2 separate regions of the Sus scrofa genome follow, and region 1 is linked to region 2. A link is a contact called in public HiChIP or PLAC-seq data. All regions are on one chromosome and are shown on one strand. The core of a region is the stretch at or near the end of the contact, and the rest is flanking DNA. Distances in the headings are between cores, read along the strand shown. Region 1 holds the start of IPP (actin-binding protein IPP). Region 2 overlaps MAST2 (microtubule-associated serine/threonine-protein kinase 2).

Region 1 (6,930 bases), core at 1,300-3,799, 160 kb before region 2:
AAAAAAAAAAGAAAAGAAATACTTCAATTTATGTACGTCTCCTAGCACACAAAGCCTATCAAGTTTCGACCTCTGTCGAGCTATCCAATCCCACCTCCTATAATCCTCTTTGAACTTAATACTCCAACAAAATCTAACAACACATACTGTTTTCACGTTTGTGAAATAAATGAGCACAAAGAAATAACCACAGCAGCTTAGGTTGTTTTCTAATTCTGATAGCTTTTCCACACATTATGCCAATTGTAATTCTCACAATAATTAAGAGGCTGGAAGACAAGATATTATTATTTGAAATGAGAGAAGGAACTTGAAGCTTAGTTTCCCAAGGACATAGTGTTAGGATAATGACAGCTCTAGTACTTGAACCCAGGTCTTCTTACTCTAAATCTTGGATTTTTTTCCCCACCATACAAGGTGCATAGGAATTATGGAGTCAGGTTATAGAGAAAGGGCGTTGAAACCCAAGCACAAAAATTTGGATGTAAACTTTTATAGGTTTAAAGAGAATAAACATGACAACAGTTCAGAACTGTTATTTGAGCCTTCAGGGGGATGACCTAAGAGGGAGCAAAGTCTTAGAAAACAGCCCTCCAGGAGTTCAGCGGAACTCAGTGCTAACGGACCTGACTAGGATCCATGAGGATTTGGGGTCGATCTCCGGTCTTGCTCAGTGGGTTAAGCATCCAGCTTTGTTGTGGCTGTGGTGTAGGCTGGCAGCTGCAGCTCTGATGCGACTCCTAACCTGGGAACTTCTACATGCCGCAGGTGTAGCCCTAAAAAGAGGACACCCCCCCCAAAAAAAAAAGAAAGAAAGGAAGAAAGAAAGAAGCCATGAGATCCAGTAATATAAAAGATATGGAGATGAAGCACAGGGGAAATAAATCTAAGGCATTTAGGCGTCAGGGAAAACTGATAATGACTTGACAGAAATGGTGTCTGATGTCAGAAAAAAGTGGTGCGGGAGTTCCCGTTGTGGTGCAGCAGAAACAAATCCGACTGGGAACCACGAGATTGCGGGTTCAATCCCTAGCCTCACTCAGTGGGTTAAGGATCTGGCGTTGCCATGAACTGTGGTGTAGTTCGCAGATGCGGCTTGGATCTGGCGTTGCTGTGGTTGTGGCACAGGATGGCAGCTGCAGCTCCGGTTAGACCCCTAGCTTGGGAATCTCCATATGCCGTGGGTGTGGCCCCCAAAACACAAAAGACAATAATAAATAATAATAAATCTAAAAAAGAGAAAAGTGGTTCCGTTTATAGCAGTCAATCACACTTATCAAAGTAAAAATAACTAAGCTGATTATCACTATTATCTAGGAATTAACCTGAGAAATTTGATTGAAAAGTTCCAACGGAGCAGCTAAAACTTCACATCAGTGCTATGTGACTGTCAACATATTACATTTAACTGGCATATAAAGGCAGTGTATTTGTCTCTACATAGAAATCTGACCTGTAGATATTATTAAACATGGCATGGCTGTTGTGCTTTTTTGTTTCAGATTTCTTCTTCCATCAGCAGATTTTGGACCCTAGTGGTTTGTTAATTACAAGGTACCTTCTCTGCCCCCAACTTCAAGGCATCAAGCACAGCCATTGTGCTAAAATGCTGCCTCTTGCTACCAAAAAACCTCCCAAAGTTACTGAATCCACTTTGGCAGTGACAGTAGAAAACTCTTAGTATGCTTCTTAGTAACTGCTGATACTACCCCACTGCCAGTGGGGTACTTCATTCCACAAGGCAGCAGGTGGTGAGTTTTTTTTCCTAAAAGGAAAGCACATAATTTGGGGACGTTGCACAGGGATGTGAGGTATGTGCCCCAAGAGATACGAACTTGAACGACAGATTAGGAAACGCCCAGAGGAAGAAAACAGGGACCTATGTTCAGTGGCCTCGAATTCACTACCAAGAGCACATGGAGGCTGCTTTATTCAGCACAGGGTGTCAGAAAGAATGTCAAGACGAGCCAGCGTCAAAACAAATGAGGCCTTTGTGCTTCACTTGGGGGCTGGACCCGGAGAGCTACTCCTAAGCTGCCGAGACACTAAAGGCAGATAAACATTCCGGCGCGACCTAAATCGCGGGGCAGGCGTCCGGGCCGCACCAGGTGACCGCGGACCAGCGGGAGCTCGGCCTCGGCTTCCCCGGTGGGGGCGGGGAGAGGAGATGCAGGCGCGGACGCGCGCAGACGACGCTACGGTTTGGGCGAAAACACGTCGATTATCCGGCACACCTGAACCGCCGGGGGGGGGAAGCCGGTTGCAGAGGCTCCTCGCACTCCGCTCCTCAAGGGTCCCCAGGGCCGGGGGGAGCCGAAGAGGAAAGTCCCCACCCCGCCAGAGACACCCCCGGGACGCGGGCCCTCCTTACCCGCCGCTTCCCCTTCCCGCCGGCGCCCGCGCAGGCTCGGCGCGCGCAGTCGCGACCAGCGCGCGCGCGGAGGGGGCGGGGCAGGCCGGCGGGGCGACGAGGCCGCGCACCCCGCGCAGGACCCGCCGCTGAACGCTGGGGCGAGGCGGGGCCGGCGACGGGGCCTCTCCGCCCGGCCGGCCGGCGCGTCTGCGCAGGCGCACTGCGCTTCCGCTCCTGGGGCGCCGCCGCTCCCGGGGCCGCGCGGCCGGGCGCGCGCCTCGTGCCTGCTCCCCGCCGAGGAGGCCCCGCGGCCGAGCCGGACGCGCGCCCCCCGAGGCTGGCCGGCCCGGCCTTTCGCCTCCGCCGACCCGCTCTGGAATTTCGTGGCGTCTCAGCAGCTAGCGAACGTCTGTGCTGGTGACACACAGGGACACACACGCACACACACACACGCACGCACGCACACACCCACGCACACCCAGTGGCCGGTCTGCCGCTCACACCCGCACACACCTACACACCCACACACACACACCTACACACCACCTACACACCCACACACACACCTACACACGCACCTACACACCCCCACACACCTACACACCCACCTACACACCCACGCACGCACACACCCAGTGGCCGGCCTGCCACTTCTCTGCTCCTTACCATTCACTGGGATGGTCCTCGGGGTCCCTGCCTGACTGGCCCCGCACTGTGAATGGAGGCCTCCTTGGACCAAATGGACAGCTCAAGCCGTGCGGTTGTTCAAACTGGAGAACCTCACAATATGGCACATTTAAAAACGGCGTTCAAGCTTTCTGACCCCAGCCCACAGGGACTAAAACATGCTGCATCAAACCCAATGCTACCACGTATGTACCCTGTAGATAATCCACATCTGAAGCAAAAATCTCGCCAAATTATGCCGGGGAGGGGAAGTAGTCCCCTCTACCCACCCTGAGTTCTTGCGGCTGGACTAGTAGTAACACTGACACAGGATAGGTTAACGGGAAAAAAGAAACAAAAGCTAGCTGTTCACAGAGAAGTCTCAGAGCAATGGGGCCTAAGAAGTGGGCAAAGCAGGCAGCTTTTATACTTTTTAGACGGAGAAACAATACATTTATGAGGAATTCACAGGACAAAGAAGTCAATCAGTGAAGCATCTGAACAGAGTTTGGGCTTGTCCTTGGGGTGCCCATTTCGCATGAGAGATTTAGTTCCTGCTTTCAGGAAGATAGAAAGGACAGTCGGAGTGTCCCTCTTGCCATCTCTTAAGTAACTTTCTTTTGGTCTTTTTTTTTTTAAGGGCTGCACCCACAGCATGTGAAGGTTCCCAGGCTAGGGGTCAAATCAGAGCTGTACTGCCGGCCTACACCACAGCCACAGCAATGCCAGATCTGAGGCGCCCCTTTGACCTACACCACGGCTCACGGCAACGCCCGATCCTTAACCCCCTGAGTGAGGGCGGGGATGGAACCTGCGTCTTCATGGATACTAGTCAGATTCGTTTCTGCTGAGCCACAACGCCTTAAGTAACTTTAATTCAAAATAATCAGTACACCACTGAGGCACATTTTGGGGCAGCCTACCCTGGGCCCCAAAACTATTTATACTCTCAGCACTGTTTCTATTCCTTCTTTTTTATTTCATTACCCCCCAATTCTAAAAGGGAACCATTGTCAAGAAAAGTTGTCAAAGACTTAGAAATGAGCAAAAGAGATTGCTTTTCAATGTAAGCCTGGGCATTGCCTAGGTGACACTGGAAGGATTTGAATCCATAGGGACCTCGGTTGCCGGAGGCCAGCTCTGGCGGCCAGGGTGTACACATCCCGATCGGAGATGGACGACGTCGGCAAAAGAACGGAGACAGCCTCTTTGTCCCTTCTTCCAGGGCGCTGGACTGCTCAGATTTTATTGGCGTAAGTGGTTGATTATATAGACAGCTTTTTCACTACAGATTACATCATAGTGTTAAAAGTACATTGGTTAACGATCAGGCTTTGTTTTTTGATCACATGGTACAGTAGCAATACATCAGGTTTTAAAATTTTCAGTTTAACTAAATCTAATGAGTACAATTCAAGGACAAACAGGTGCAGCATGTCATGTGGGAAAAAGGAGACTCAGCACAAACCGTCTCTTGGCCAGCCACTTTTCACAAGCTGAAGAGGTTACAGACACAAAAATCTGGCATTTGCAAATCTTGTTTTTAGACTAATGTATATCTTCAAGCATTATGGCAAGAAGACAGTATGAGAAAATAGAAATCAACTTAATTAGCTACCGCTTAGAAGCTTCTAAAATCAAGGACAAAACTCATAGCCGGGTTTCTGTTGATCCAGAATAATATATAACTTCTATGAACCTCATTAAAATCCTAACTCTAAAGTTTACTATAACTTGTTAGTACATAAACACTATGTTTTAATTAAGTTGGATATGAATAGGGAAAAGTCCTTCAGGATGAAATTCTTATTATTTTATTATTGTAATTTTGTTAAATCGCAAGTCCCCACAGGCAAATAAGAATGGAAAATAAGAAGAATAAGTAAATAATCAGGAAACTGAGGAAAACTGAATAACAAGTGAATAACAGCAAAGACTAAGTCATCCATGGAACAATCCCCACTCAGCAACACAAAATGGAAATTATTTCGTGGGAAATTTAGTTTTCCACCTATGTCAGTGGGCGAGCCTTATTGTCTTCTGGGGCCTGTCCTCGGAATTGTCGTGCAGGCAGGCATCCCCTTGTTTAGGAACCTGCCCTCAGAATTGTACCGTTCAGACAAGCTCCCTTCCTCGGCTTCTTGTATCTTCTCAGCTCCCTGCACTCGGTCTTTCTACTGACTAAGATATTTTACATGAAAATTGATAATATTTAATGTAATTCTTGGAGTTCCTGTCATGGTGCAGTAGAAATGAATCCGACTAGGAACCATGAGGTTGTGGGTTCGATCCCTGGCCTTGCTCAGTGGGTTGGGGATCCAGCATTGCGGTGAGCTCTGGTATAGGTTGGAGACACGGTATGGATCTGGTGGTGCCGTGGCTGTGGTGTGGGCCAGTGGCTGCAGCTCCAATTAGACCCCTATCCTGGGAACCTCCATATGCTGCGGGATATATATATAAAATTCTTGTCCATCTTAAAAGATATCCTCAAAGGTTATATTTTATTAACCTATAGTATATTAAACCACTTTTGCCTCTTAATAAATTTATTTTAATATTCTTGTCTCAGCAGACTCATACAACTCTCCTGTAACATTTTATTGCCTCCCTCATTAATTAATGCGTAAATAACATTTTGACATGTGTTTATTTTATATTTCTGTGAAACTCATGATTTTACCCTTCAGAAAATTATACCCCAGCACCACTAAAATTAATTTCACTATTTACTCTTATATTGCACCCAGCAATTTGAAAAATGCTTCAGAGTATATATTGCAGACAAAAAAAAAAAAATGCATAGCCTGGAAGTTGAGGGCTTTGTTTTATTCAGTGGACACTCTTAGGACTTGAAGCCTGGAAAACTGCTCTGAGGAGGCGGGGAGGGAGGTCAGATGTGTGGGAGTTGTGCAGCAAAGGTTAGGTAGTAAGAACAAAAGATTACTGGGTTTTTTTGTTTGTTTGTTTTGTCTTTTTGCCTTTTCTAGGGCTGCTCCCGAGGCATATGGAGGTTCCCAGGCTAGGGGTCGAATCAGAGCTATAGCTGCCGACCTACACCAGAGCCACAGCAACACAGGATCCGAGCCTTGTCTGTGACCTACACCACCGCTCACGGCAACGCCGGATCCTTAACCCACTGAGCGAGGCCAAGGATCGAACCCGCAACCTTATGGTTCCTCGTTGGATTCTTTAATCTCTGAGCCACGACGGGAACTCCAAGATTACTGTTAATAAAAGAAAAGTCAGAATTCCTGTCATGGCGAAGCAGAAAAGAATCCGACAAGGAACCATGAGGTTGCAGGTTGGATCTCTGTCCTTGCTCAGTGGGTTAAGCATCCGGCGTTGCTGTGGCTGTGGTGTAGGCCAGCAGCTGTAGCTCTGATTAGACCCCTAGCCTGGGAATCTCCATATGCCTCGGGTGCGGCCCTAGAAAAAGACAAAAAAGACAAAAGAAAAAAGAAAACTAGAGGGAGTGCCTGTTGTGGTGAAGCGGAAACAAATCCGACTAGTATCCGTGAGGATGCAGGTTCGATCCCTGGCCTCAATCAGTGGGTTGGGGATCCAGCATTGCCATGAGCTGTGTGTAGGTCGAAGACACGGCTGGGACCCCGAGGTGCTGTGGCTGTGGCGTAGGCCAGCACCTGTACCTCTGATTTGACCCGTAGCCTGGGAACTTCCATATGCCGCAAATGTGGCCCTAAAAAGCAATAATAATAATACTAATAATTTAAAAAAAAAAAGAAAATTAGATATCTGAAGGAATTTAGCACTTTTCTATGTAGGGACGATGCAAGAATCTCGGCTCACTGAAGTCACTCCGTTGATACACACTTCAAGTGTCTGGGACCAGCATCCTGTGTTTTCACATCCTGAGTTTCCTCGAGCTGCCCCATGGGGGTGGCTGCAGTCTG
Region 2 (6,507 bases), core at 3,880-6,379:
CATTTATCATACTCATTGATTGGTACACCTAAGATTTGTGCAATTCAGTGTAAGTTTACCTTTTTCAAAAAAGCAACGTGAAAAAGTTGTCAAAAAATACTGAATTCTGGTTAACATACATGCTGAAGTGTGTACTGATGTCCAGTCTACTTCGATTATTTTTTTCTCTTTTTTCTTTTTAGGGCTGCACCTGTGGCATACAGAAGTTCCCAGGCTAGGGATCGAATCGGAGCTTCAGCGGCCAGCCTACACTACAGCCACAGCAATGCCAGATCTAAGCCGCATCTGCGACCTACACCTCAGCTCACAGCAATGCCGGGTCAAGGCCAGAGACTGAACTCGCATCCTCATGGTACTAGTCGGATTTCTAAGCCACTGAGCCACAACGGGAACTCACACAGTCTACTCTGAGTTGCACTAACAACAACAACAAAAGAGTGGATAGATGCTAAATATGTAATAAAGAAAATATCAGAAAATATTAACAGCTGTAAAGTCTGGGTTATAGGTGTTAATACGGATGTTCACTGTTAAATCTTTAAACTGTTCTGTTTCCTGTGTTTGAAATTTTTCATCGTGTATTGGGAAGAAGACGAGGTTCCTGGGGGATCAAATACAAGGCCTGATAAGTGGCATTTTCCAGATACATCGTAATGGCAACAAGAAAATATAAGCTGTCTAGAAATAAATATGACAACGGATTTGTATAATCTTTATGTGAAAAAGTATCAAACTTTATTAAAACATGGTAAAGAAGACCCAAGTAAGGGGAGAGACACACCGTGTTCTCGTACAGCAGCTGTCTGTGTTATAAATGGGCCACTGATCCTCTAGACCGACTGCAGTGCCACGGTTTTAATCTACAAGTTGATCCTAAAATTTATATGGAAGAGCAGAGTCCCAAGAATAACTCCCCTAATTTGAGGACTAATAACAATTTGCATGGACTCGCCTTACAAATGTCCAGATTTATGATCAAGCTGTACTGGTTGAACAGTGTGGTGCCGGCACAGGGGACAGAGCGGGAAAAACACAGTCAGGAGCAGCGCCCTGTGCACATGGAGACTTAGTATATGACTGAACTGACCCCGGGATAATGGATCACTCCTACAGAAAAAAAAAATACAGCGAGATTCCCATCTCCGCTCATATGCAAAAATAAGTTTGGGTATATTCACAAATTTAGTGTGAAAAATAAACCTGTAAGTCTTTTAGATGAAAATAAGTGACAGCATTAATGTTTCTATGTGTTAGAGATATTTTTCTTTTCTTTCCTTTTTTTGTTTTTCTTTTCTTTTGGTTTATTTTTGGCTGTGCCTATGGCCTGTAGAAATTCCCAGGCCAGGGATCCAACCTGTGCCACCACAGCAGCCTGAGCCACTGCAGTGACGACGTGGGATCCTTAACCCACTACACTACAAGGGAACTCCAGAGATGTATTTCTTTTATGTAAAAACAGATACTATAAAGGAGAATGATAAATTTGATTATATTAAAATTAAATTCTTTGTTGACTCCATTCAAAAAAGTAAAAAGACTGAGAGAACATTTTCAGTGAATATAATCTACAAATAATTAGTATCTAGGATATATCAGGTAACTGCCTTTAATTCAATAAGAAAAAAGTTGGGAAACCTAATAGAATAGGCCGGGGATCTACCCTGAGCCCTCTGCACCAGTGGGTTCCCCAGCCATGGCTGTGGAGGGCTGCTACGCTGGAGCACACCATTTCACCGAAGGGACTTGAACACCTGCAGATTTCGGTATCTGCTGGGGGTACTGGAGCCAGTTCCCCACGGATACTGCGGGAGTACTGTGAACAGGCGGTTCACGGTGGAGGAAACGCTATTGGCCAATAAATACATGAAACATTTTTAACCTCACTAGTAATTATGGGAAGTACCAATTGAAACCATACTGTGATACGATCACAGTCATTGGGTCGGCAAAAATTAAACAGTCTTAACAAATACCAGGTATTGGAGAGTGTGTGAAATTGTTGAACAAATATTTTGGAGCGTCTACTACCTGCCAGTCACTGTTCTAAGTCATTGAGATGCATTAGCAAAACAGACTAAGATCCCTGTACGCATGGAGCTTAGATTCTAGTGGAGGAAGACAAAAAAATAAGCGATAACCATAATAAACGAGTAAATTACGTAGTACGTTGGAAGCGGTAAGTGTATTGAAAGTGTATTGGTTATAAATAAGAGTAAAGCGGAGGAAGGGGGATGGGGTGGAAGATAAGTTGTAATATTATCTAGAGCCGTCAGGGTAGTGGGCTTCATCAAGAACTCAGGTGAAAATTGAGCCAAGCGATGTCATGGCTGTAGGGAGTTAGCCAAGGAGCTGTGTCTGGGAGAGGGCGTCATAGGCAGAGGGCACAGATTAGCACAAGGATTTAAGGCTGAGTAAGTTTAAGGCTGACTGAAGTGTTTGGCGAGCAAGAGTCCTGTGTGGCTGGATTGGAGTTCCTGTCGTGGCTCAGTGGTTAACGAACCCGACTCGCATCCATGAGGATTCGGGGTTGATCCCTGGCCTCGCTCAGTGGGTTAAGGATCTGGTGTTGCCCTGACTGTGGTGTAGGTCGCAGACACAGCTTGGATCTGGCCTTGCTGTGACTGTGGCGTAGGCTGACAGCTGCAGCACTGATTTGACCCCTAGCCTGGGAACCTCATATGCCATGGGTACGGCCCTTTAAAAAAAAAAAAAAAAGAGCGCTGTGTGGCTGGATTAGAGTCTGCAAGGGGCAGAGAGGAGGTCAGAGAGATACTGGGAGGGGGAATGGGTCACCCATCTAGGTATTTATGTTGACTTTGACATTTATTCTTTTTTTTTTTTTTTTCCGCCCTGCTTTTTAGGGCTACGAATGAAAGTTCCTGGGCTAGAGATTGAATCAGAGCTTCGGGCGCTGGCAGGGATCCGAGCTGCATCTGTGACCTACACCGTAGCTGACAGCAGTGCCACTCAGTGGGAGCCTTAACTCACTGAGTGAGGCCAGGGATTGAACGGCATCTTCATGGGTACTAGTTAGGTTTGTGACCCACTGAGCCACAGCTGAAACTCCTGAATTTTATTCTTGAATGAAAGGGGGATTCAGTCCAGGATTTTGAGCCAGGAGTGTTGTGATCTAACTGATGTTTGAAAGGATCACTCTGGGAGTTCCTGTTGTGGCTCAGCAGTACCAAATCCCACTGGTGTCCGTGCAGACGCAGGTTCGGTCCCTGGCCCTGCTCAGTGGCTTAAGGATCTGGCGTAGCATTGGGCAGTGATGTAGGTTGCAGATGAGGCTCGGATCTGGTGTTGCTGTGGCTGTGGTGTAGACTGGCACCTGCCTGCAGCTTGGATTTGACCCCTCACCTGGGAGCCTCCATATGCTTGGGTTTGGCCCTAAAAAAATGGATCACTGTAAGGAGTTCTCATTGTAGCTCAGTGGGAACAACCAGACTAGGAACCATGAGGATGCAGGTTTGATCCCTGGCCCTGCTCAGTGGGTTGAGGATCCTGAATTGCCGTGAGCCTCATTGCTTTAGGTCACAGACGCAGCTCAGATCCCGAGTGGTTATGGTTGTGGTGTAGGCTGGCAGCTGTAGCTCCAATTTGACCCATAGCCTGGGAGCTTCAATATGCTGCAAGTGCAGCCCTAATTAAAAGGAGCTGTTTTGTTGAGAATAGACCACAGAGGGATAAGGATAGAGGAGGAGGGGGTTGGCAGAGCCTCCTTGCCTGCCCGCTTGCATCCCTCACAATTGTCCTCTCCTAATAAATCTATTTCATGCCTAAAAAAAAAAAAAAAAAAAAAAAAAAAGAGGAGGGGTTCACCAGTTGTGAGACCTTTGGGAGGCTGACATCAGGGTGGCTTAGATTGCAGTAGCAAAACCCAAGAAGTTTTTCTGTTACTCATTTAGCACTAAAACGTGATCTAATTCGAACTCTTCTGTTGACAAAACTGAACTGAGACTCTTCACAGTTTTTATAACATTTATTGTGCCTGTCATACATTTTACTGGAGAAATTTTAATGTGTTTGATGTATTTTGTTGGTGAACCAGTATTTGCTGAGGGTGTTATATAAAATATATATATATATATATATACACACACACATATACTGTTTCTTTAATTACCCCCCCATTCTAATTTCTAAAACATACCTAAATCCAGGGTTTTTGTTTAAGAAATTGTAAGCATTTTTGTCTTTGGAGATATTGAAAAATGATTGTATTCTGGCTGTATTTTCTTTCTTTTCTTTTCTTTTTCTTTTTGTCTTTTTGTCTTTTTAGGGCTGCACTCACGACATATGGAGGTTCCCAGACTAGGGGTCGAATCGGAGTTGTGGCCGCCAGCCTACACTACAATCACAGCAACACAGGATCCGGGCTGTGTCTGTGACCTACACCACAGCTCATGGCAATGCCGGATCCTTAACCCACTGAGTGAGGCCGGGGATTGAACCAGCAACCTCATGGTTCCTGGTCGGATTTGCTTCTGCTGTGCCACAACAGGAACTCCTCCTTTTTTTTTTTTTTTTTTTTTCCTTTTTTTTTTTTTTAAATAATGGCTGCACCCTCAGCATAGGAAAGTTCGCAGGCCAGGGATTGAATCTGAGCTGTGGCTGCGACCTACACCATAGCTGCAGCAATGGTGGATCCTTTAACCCACTGTGCCAATCCAGGGATTGAACCTCTGCCTCCATAGTGACCCAAGCTGCTACAGTTGAATTCTTAACACTGTGGCACAGTGGAAACTGCCTACAATATTTTCTTTTTTTTGTCTTTTTAGGGCAGTATCCGACCTACACCACAGCTCACAACAATGCTGGGTTCATTAACCACTGAGCCACGAAGGGAACTCCCAATATTTTCTAATTAAAGAAAATATTCTACAAGTTCCGTTGTGGCTTAGCAGGTTAAGGATCAGGCTTGATCACTGCTGTGGCTCAGGTTAACAGCTATGGCACAGATTCAGTCCCTAGCCTGAGAACTTCTGCATGCCACAGGCGTGGCCAGAAAAACCAGAAGTAAAAACATTCGCTTTCATTCCTTTCACATCCCTCACTCTGATGATATAAATCCTTTACAGCCGATGGCTGGTCCAGTGAGTGCCTGGCACCCACACTGGCGAGCTGCTTCCATCTAGTGGGTAAAATGCTGCAAGTCTCCTGGGAGACGTTGCTTTCTGGGAAGGAAGAATGAGATGACGGCTGACCAGACTGTTTATTTCCCTAAAATTTAAAAGACAGGGAGACATTATTTAGAAATATTTGACCTTTGCCATTTTTAAGACATTGCTGTAAATCTCCTCGGACGTGTAGGGCGGACCCGTAGACTCAGATGTAACCTTCTTTCTCCCTAACTTGCGTTTGTGTTTTGTTTTGCAGAAGGAGCTGAGCCTTCCGAGAAGAGGCAGCTTGTAAGTAGCCGGCGATCGCGATCTCCTGCTGAGGAGTCCCTCCTGGGCTGGGCTCGGAGGGAGGAATTCCGCTCGGGCGGGTTTCTTCCCCAAGGCGTCTCGTCTGCGCCCGTGGCCGGCGCTCTCACCGGGCCATCTCCTCCCCTCGCCTTCCTCACTCTCCACCCCCGTCCTCTTTTCTGTGTCACTTTTTGCATTTGGGGGATAGCGGACATTTAAGTACCCGTCACAGTCTTATGTGTATGTTTTTTGGAGTTTACTGAGTTTTCTGAGAAAGCTGAAATTAAAACTCAGCGACTTCATCTGTCTTATGGGAGAAGTGAGAGGCCACCTTTTCTGACACCTGGGGGCAAGGGCAGAAACTAAATTGGGGTTCATGGTTAGAACAGTGCTGTCTTTCACTTGTTCTTTTCTGGCTTCAGGGCTAGGGAGATTCGTGAATAATCATTGTCCCTGGATTTTGATTTCTTAAATTTTCTTAGCCTGCTTTTTCTCTAAGAATTCCTAATGGGGCAGTAATTTGGATCATTAGAATCATCTGGAATACTTATTATGCAGATTAATATACACATTTAAATAGTAATAAACAGTTCACGTGCAGATTCCAAACTTATTTAAATTAGAATCACCATGTTGGGGCCCCAAAACCTTTATTTTTTTACATTTGCACCCACACTTACCATGATTTGCTAAGAAGCCAAATTTGGGGTAACACTAAGGAAATAGGGCTATGATAAAACAGTGGCTTTGAAAAATTTCTTTGCAGAAAGGCATGATACATAATTACGGAGGAGGACACAACAGTATTCATATTTGTTGATTAGGTGTACTTTATACACACATTATATATGTTTAAAAATGTGTGGAACACGTAATTCTTTCTGTTCCTGTCATTATGGGATTTTGTTCTGTAAAAATGCTCTAGTGATTAAGTAGGACTGTCCTCTAAAGAGTCTCGTCAGGTCATTTTGGCTGTTTTATGAAAGCTCACTGTGATTTGATATTAAACTAGAGTTACCAGTCAGAAACATCTTAGGGTTCAGTCTTGGCAGTGTCACTTAAATAGCTTGCAACATAGATGAATCACTTCATTTCG

What was found. HiChIP or PLAC-seq counts read pairs in DNA pulled down with a chosen protein or histone mark.
Region 1: a contact with region 2 is called in an H3K27ac HiChIP or PLAC-seq map of alveolar macrophages. The contact joins the promoter of IPP here to the enhancer-like site in region 2. A contact is called at or near these places in 5 of 47 Hi-C or Micro-C datasets (embryonic fibroblasts, liver, mesenchymal stem cells and 2 more) and 1 of 2 datasets of contacts at active chromatin or transcription factors (alveolar macrophages).

The regions. Positions count from the first base shown.
Region 1 is chr6:165,666,672-165,673,601 of Sscrofa11.1, reverse strand. It overlaps IPP (actin-binding protein IPP), which reads right to left and starts at 2,549. Exons shown (of 9, transcript XM_021096725.1): 1 at 2,372-2,549.
Region 2 is chr6:165,513,038-165,519,544 of Sscrofa11.1, reverse strand. MAST2 (microtubule-associated serine/threonine-protein kinase 2) reads left to right here. Exons shown (of 34, transcript XM_021096724.1): 4 at 5,380-5,411. Among named protein-coding and RNA genes, the nearest start is that of MAST2, 100 kb to the left of the region's middle. Within about 2 kb of position 5,129, at least 33 of the 83 cell types and tissues checked have an H3K27ac peak or open chromatin away from gene starts, as enhancers often do. A contact at or near this core is called in alveolar macrophages, embryonic fibroblasts, liver and 2 more, where this site is marked.